Linked DNA regions of Sus scrofa: region 1 is linked to region 2. A link is a contact called in public HiChIP or PLAC-seq data. All regions are on one chromosome and are shown on one strand. Each heading gives the region's core, a stretch centred on a gene start, on an enhancer-like site or on the middle of the called end of the contact. The rest is flanking DNA. Distances are from core to core; before and after follow the strand shown. Region 1 overlaps FTO (fat mass and obesity associated). Region 2 overlaps FTO (fat mass and obesity associated).

What was found. HiChIP or PLAC-seq counts read pairs in DNA pulled down with a chosen protein or histone mark.
Region 1: a contact with region 2 is called in an H3K27ac HiChIP or PLAC-seq map of skeletal muscle, with 5 times the contacts expected there. The contact joins two enhancer-like sites. A contact is called at or near these places in 5 of 47 Hi-C or Micro-C datasets (embryonic fibroblasts, epiblast stem cells, fetal heart ventricle and 1 more) and 1 of 2 datasets of contacts at active chromatin or transcription factors (skeletal muscle).

The regions. Positions count from the first base shown.
Region 1 is chr6:31,489,172-31,492,498 of Sscrofa11.1, reverse strand. All of the region lies in intron 1 of FTO (fat mass and obesity associated), which reads left to right. Among named protein-coding and RNA genes, the nearest start is that of FTO, 74 kb to the left of the region's middle. Within about 2 kb of position 2,033, at least 9 of the 83 cell types and tissues checked have an H3K27ac peak or open chromatin away from gene starts, as enhancers often do. A contact at or near this core is called in skeletal muscle, where this site is marked.
Region 2 is chr6:31,329,990-31,333,592 of Sscrofa11.1, reverse strand. All of the region lies in intron 8 of FTO (fat mass and obesity associated), which reads left to right. Among named protein-coding and RNA genes, the nearest start is that of FTO, 230 kb to the left of the region's middle. Within about 2 kb of position 2,177, at least 4 of the 83 cell types and tissues checked have an H3K27ac peak or open chromatin away from gene starts, as enhancers often do. A contact at or near this core is called in skeletal muscle, where this site is marked.

The DNA.
Region 1 (3,327 bases), core at 784-3,283, 160 kb before region 2:
TTTCAGGGCTGCACCTGCAGCATATAAAATTTCCCAGGCTAGGGGTCCAATAGGAGCTGCAGCTGCCGGCCTATACCACAGCCACAGCAATGCAGGATCCCACCCGTGTCTGTGACCTACACCACAACTCATGGCAATGCCAGATCCTTAACCCACTGAGCGAGGACAGGGATTGAACCTGCATCCTCAAGGATACTGGTCAGGTTCGCTACCGCTGAGCCACAATGGGAACCGTATCAGGGACGTTCTCAAATGAGATTAACTTTTGTCTTTTTTCTCTTTTTTACTGGACTGCATGTATGGTGACTCCTAGTGCACTTTGGTGCTACTGACTTGATTTGGGCCAAGGTACCTGCGGTTTCACCTGCCATTCTTTTAAGCCATCAGTGCAAATGTCAACAGAGTGAAAAAAGCAAATGATAGCATTATTATGAAAATAGTATTACTGATCTTGAAGATCCTTGGTGAAACCACAGCACTAGAACAATGAGGAAGACCTGAATGGTTAAAAATCCAAAGACTGGAATAAGAGTTTCATTGGTTTTAGCTTCACGGGTAATTTCCTCTTCACGCTGGAACTGCCTGAGTGAGGCCGTGGAGAGAAGGACATTTCTCTCCTATTCTGGGCTTGTCTCAACCGAGGGTCTGATTCCTGGGGCTTGAGTTATTTTTTTATCTTTTCTTTTGGTTGTGTTGTTGCAGTTATATTGAGTTTAAGAAGCACAAGGAGATTCTCTGTCAGCTTTGGGTGATTATTAGTGTGTAACAGATCAATTGGCTTTTTTTGTTGTTAGAAAAAAATGTATGATAAGTGCTGTTTTTGAGAGGATTGAGGTCACCATAGGACCGTTTGTTTGGGACATTTTTGAGGAAAGCCTTCTCTAAAAAGAACCTATTTGGTGGGTTCTTGTTGTGGCTCAGTGGATTATGAACCCAACTAGTGTCTAAGAGGACACAGGTTTGATCCCTGGCCCTGTTCAGTGGATTAAGGATCCGGCATTGCTGTGAGCTGTAGTGCAGGTCACAGGCATGACTTGGACCTGGCATTGCTGTGGCTGTTGCTGTGGCCGGCAGTTGTAGCTCCGATTTGACCCCTGGCCTGGGAACTTCTTTGTGCCTCAGGTGTGGCCCTAAGAAGAAACCTGTGAAAAATTATTTCAGTTGGTTTCATTGATGAACTTAGGAGCTTCTGATTGTTTTATTTTGGTAGCTTGTTTGCTTCTTTCTTTTTTCAATACTTGGCAGATAATCTTCCTTCTGCGTCTTGAGTCGCTATCAGGCCATCAGATCTCCCCAACAGCATCGTCCCATGGTCCCATCGAACCTGCACTTGAGACCGCAATGAACCGATCCTGTAATAGAAGAATCCCAATTTTCTAGTTTCTGCCCCCCCCCCCCCCCGCCTTTCTTTCTTGTTTTAAACGTCTTGGGTGGTTGGGGCACATTATTGAAACAATTATTACATTTACCCAAGAGTTTGTCTTTTCTATTAAAAAAAAAAAATTCCATCTAAGTGCCTCACGGTGAAGAGGAGGAGATTGTGTAACCGGAGTCTCCTCTTAACTGGTCTTTATTGTTGAAGAAGACTGGTCCCTTTGTGTTCCGGCTTGGCACACAGAAACGGGTTTAATTTAACAGTCCAGCTCCTTTAATAGATCAATTCTCCATTGTGTTTTGAACCTGGTGCCTTCCCAGTGTCTCTCTGAAGCACTGGGCTTCTTTGGAGGAACTGGGGCGGGGGGCGTCAGAGAGGCTTAGTCATGTGGGCTATGATTTATAGTTTTATCCCAAGCCTCTTATTCAGTACTGCTGGACGGGGATGGCAGGGAACATTTGCACGTGCCTGCTGCGTGCCGGATATGCCACCAGGTGTTTGGCCATCCTCGTCCAATCCTCGTGTCTCCTCTCTAACACCTCCTGACCTTTGCACTTTTCCCCACCTCTGTTACGACCACCATGCGCCAAGGCATCGTCTCTCTCTTGCCTGGACTTCTGCGCCCCCACACTGGTCTCCCTGCATCAGCTTTGCACAGCCCCCTCCTCCTCATAATCCATTCTCCACACGTCAGTTGGACTCAGACTTTAAAAATAGAAAGCAGATTGAATCACCTCTCCACTTAAAGTCTTTCAGCGACTCTGCATCGCACACACAGAGTAAAATCCTTGTGCCCTGGAGTTCCCATTGAGGCTCAGTGGGTTAAGGACCCAGCTTAGTGCCTATGAAGATGCAGGTTCGAGCCCTGCTCTTGCTCAGTGGGTTGAAGATCTGGCGTTGCCACAAGCTGTGGGGTAGGTCACCGAGGCAGCTCAGATCTGGTGTTACTGTGGCTGTGGTGTAGGCCTCAGCTTGTGGCTCCAATTCGACCCCTAGCCTGGGAACTTCCATATGCTGCAGGTGTGGCTGTAAAAAGAAAAAGGAAAAGAAAAAAAAAAATTATTGTGCTCTGGCCAGCAGGCCCTGAAGGATCTGGCTTCTGCCTGTATCTGGAAACTCATCTAATGTACTTCCCTAAACTTGTCCACTGTGCTCAGACCAGCTGGCCTTCTTTCTGTCCCTGGAAGCCACCAGCCTGATTCTTCCTCAGGGCCTTTGTACCAGCTATTCTTCCTGCTTGGAACACTCTCTTTAGATCTTTACCCTGGGAATGGCTTTTTCTTGTAATTTTAGTCCTGCCTAAAATGACACCTGCTCAGTGTAGCTTCCCCGACCAACCAAGCTATAGCAATCTCCCTCTGTTGTGTCATTCTTTTTTTTTTTTTTTTTTTTTTTTTTTTTTTGCTTTTTAGGGCCTCACCCACAACATATGGAAATTCCCAGACTAGGGGTCGAATTGGAGCTACAGTTGCTGGCCTACGCCATAGCCACAGCCACACAGGATCTGACCTGGGTCTCCAACCCACAGCTCACAGCAGTGCCGGATCCCCAACCCACTGAGTGAGGCCAGGGATCGAACCTGCATCCTCATGGATACTGATCGGATTTGTTTCCGCTGCACTGAAAAGGGAACTCTTGTATCATTCATTTTGTTTTTGTTAATTTACTTGGTGCAGTTGTAGGGTGAGGTTCTGCTGTCAGATTGTCTGGGTTTCAATCTTGGTTGGCCCTGCCACTTACTGGCTGTGTGACTTTGAGCACATTACTTAACCTTTTGGGTCTTTAGTTTTCTGCTCTATAAAATGGTTATAATGACCTTAGTTTCCTTCATTATGAGAATTAAGTCAATAGTATGAGATAATCATAATAGTTTCTGGCATATTGTATATGCTTCTGAGCCATTAGCTATATTTTATCTTATGTTACTTTACCTTATTTTGTTTTATCTTTTT
Region 2 (3,603 bases), core at 928-3,427:
GAAGAGGCTTCATCCAGGTGGCCTGGAAGGCGTCTTCCAGCTCTGACAAGGCAGGACCCTCTGAATTAGATCCAGGGGAGGGTAGGTGTCATTCCCAATGGCTTCACCTTTCCACCTCCTCTGTCCTTGAAATCTGTAGTGGCGCTCAGTTTAGCAGTATTAGCGGCTAACATTGAGAACTCACTAAGTGCCAGAAAGAGTTTGAAATGCTTTCAGAGGTGAGAAAAGGGAGGCAGAGATGCAGAGTCACTGCCCAAGGTAGCAGAGCTAATAAGCAGTCCAGACGGAATTTGAGCCAAGACAGCCCAGCTCAGACCTCTGCTGTGCGGCCGCAGCCAGAGCAGTAACCAGGCTTTCCCTCGTGGTCCACCACTCACGTGTTCTCGTGGTGCCTGACCTGCGTCTCACGAAGTAAGGGTTAGAGGCCTTCCAGGATCCTTCCTGGTGTGGAGATAGGCGGGCGTGTATCTGTAAATGTTTACTTCCTCTGGTACCTAAACGGGTTTCAGGCTTTTTAAGTGTAGGTGCCTCGGTCTCTCTCTAAGGAAGTAGTTTCCAGCTCATACTTTATAAGTCTCCAACCATAAATCGTTTAAAGGGAAGTGATTACCTTTATAGCTATGTCATCTCCTTTATACTGGTTACAATCTTTCAGAAAGTGGAGGCGTAGGGGCACGGATGAGAACATCAAAGTTTAGCCTCCAAGAATCTGTAAATCCTCTAAAGTGGAGTAATTTCAGAGCCGGGTTAGTCAAGGCTGATTGGAGTAGGTTCCCTTAGGGGAAGCAGGTAGCATTTATCTTCTCTATAATGGGTTAATCACCACTGTACAGTATGTTTATATCTAGGAAACATTTTACCGCACATGAAGAGCAGTAATTTTATTTTATCTCAGGGGTGTCCCCAGTGGATTTTACAAATTTCCTCTGTACTGTATATTCCAGGTTATAGATAAAAGTTTAACTCCGGCTTTCAGTTAGGGAAGTTGGGGGTTGGGGGGGGAGTGATGAGTAGCTCTGTTGGCCTGTAGGGGACACTGTTGCATCATTTATCAGCATGATTTTCAGTCTCTTGTCCCAGGACAAAAAACCAAAACAAACAAACCAAACAACAAAAATAGGTCAATCACCTTAACATCGCTTATTGAAATCATTTAAGTGATTCCAGTATGTTTAGAATATTTAGTGTTTGGGTGCGGCGGGGGGTGGGGTGGGGTGTGTGTGTGGCAGGTATTGATCAGGCTGTTCAGTATCCATGCAGGAAAGGAAGGGTTGAGTGTTTCTTTCCAAGAGGACAATGATTGACGTGGCTTTTCTGATTAGCTTCCTCCCCATCCTCTCTTCTGGACAGGGTGCGACTTTATGGTTTCCTAAACCTGAGGTTAAATGGATCCTCTTGATTTTTTACGAAGAGAGGCCCGCATTAAGTTGGAAGGCTGCCATTCTGTCGTATTCCGAGTGGATAGCCTAACCTTGGGAGGGCGTTTTGGAAGTTCTGATTCCCTTCTTTTCATCCAGATGTTTTTCTTCACCAGAAAGAGATGAGGTTTACTGAGAAAATGAAGTCCTGTCTGGGAGGCAGGCTTGGTTCTGAACCCCGGGGAGCACCCTGCCAGATGCCCAGCCTCCTCCTCTTGGTTGGTCCTGCCTCTCTTCCCAGCCTCTGCATCGGTCCAGGTGCCCCGTGGCCTTGCCAGCAAAATCCCCACCCCGCCCTGGGCAGCTCTGGCCTCTTCCCTACCAGAACAGGGGCCCTGGAAAGCAATTGTAATTAACCCCTGGAAAGCAGAGGGTTTTTGCTAAGGCGGCGTGCACTGTAATGATACTGTTAGCTCTCCCCCTTTCCAGTTTCACCATCAATTATGCCATGTGTTTCATCCAGTTGGTGCTACCCTCCCAGTGTTAATTATAACCTACAAGACTGTTACAGTTAATTTTATGGCAAGCATATTGTCTCTTCAAGGCTCCGGAGCAGCTCATAAATTATCTTGAAGGTAAAATGTAACTTGGGGAACTAGTTATGAAAATTCCATCCATCTCGCTTAGGAGCTGCAGCTGCTACTGTCAGCTGCCTGGCTGCCGCATTGTGAAGGAATTACGGTGGGTCAAGTTTAAGAGGGGAGGCCCAGGCTGTCACGGAGGAGGAAGGCTGTCCTGGCCCTGTCAGACAAGTACCTTCTGCCAATCCCTGGTGGTTTCCCTCTGCAGGCAGGAAGCGGCAAGCCGCACAGGTGGATGGGCCCTAAGCTGTCTGTATTCATTATTTTACAGAAACTTGTGGTAGGTAGGCAGGTCCGGAGACCTTGCCTCTGCTCTGTTGTCATGATATTAGGCATCATCTGCAAAGTGGGAGATGAGAACTCTATAACTGGAGTTACAGGGCTTGGTTCTGGAGACCCCAGGGAGGAGAGGGGCGGAAGTTATCAGGGGCCGGGCCTCCCCGCCCTTCCGTGCTGGTCTTTCCGAGGGACTCCCGTCTGGCAAAAGCCCTTGGCTTCAACAGGCATTTTATTTGCAGTGGCTTTTTCTCGTCTGATAACGTGAGATTGCGCAGCTGCGCCTGCGCGGGACCGTCCTCTTCAAATCGCCTGCTAAATAAATGAGCAGGTTATCTTACCCGGCGTGATCAACACCCTCCCTCTCTGTTTCCTCACACGAAGTAGCAGAAGCTTTACATTGCAGCCCTCGGGGCTTCGGCATTATTATTTTTAATGACTGAACACAAGTCTTTCATTTAGCTTGTTTGTATAGTTACTGTAAATGATCTTTCTGCTGTTGGTTCTTCATTTGAAATTCTGCATGTTCTGCTCGCTTTAAAAGCTTTGAGGGGGCCTCTGAGAATTGGGAGCCGTGTTAAGCGCAGCCTCTTTCCCGCAGCCCTGGAAACGGGCGGTGGCAGAAAAGTCAGAGTGTGGGTGAAAAAAGGACGTGTGCGTGTGAGGAGATCTGAGGGCGAGTTTGAGTGAGGCAAACACACTCAGTGCCGGCTGGGCACAGAGGGGCACCTCTGCTTGGAAGTAAAGCGGGCCTTTCCCGAGCCCGAGATTTCTCTCCCTGTGTACTTTTAGAGCATATTTTGCCAGCCTTTGCACCAAGGGCCGCAAAGACCATCACACCTGGGCTGTGTGACTATGAGGAGACCGAGTTTTTTATTTTGTTGCTTTTTTTTTTTTTTTTTTAAGCTACTGTGATTCTTTTGCTTTACACTGAAGTACCGTTGGTTTACAGGGTTGTTTTAGTTCGGGTGTACAGCAACGTGATCCAGTTATAAATAAATATATTTTTTTTCAGATTCTTTTCCATTAGAGGTTATTGCAAGATCCTGAGTATAGTTTCCCGTGCAGTGTAGTAGATCCCTGTCGGTTATCTACTTTCTATATAGTGGTGTGTTTCTGTTAATCCCAAACTCCTAATTTACACCCTCCCCCCGCCCCCGCCTTTCCCCTTTGGTAACCATAAATTTGTTTTCTATGTCTGTGAGTCTATTTCTGTTTCATAAATGAGTTAGTTCATTTATATCTTTTTTTTGTTGTTGTTTTTGGTCTTTTTGCTATTTCTTGGGCCACTCCTACAGCATATGGAGGTTCCCAGGCTAGGGGTCAAA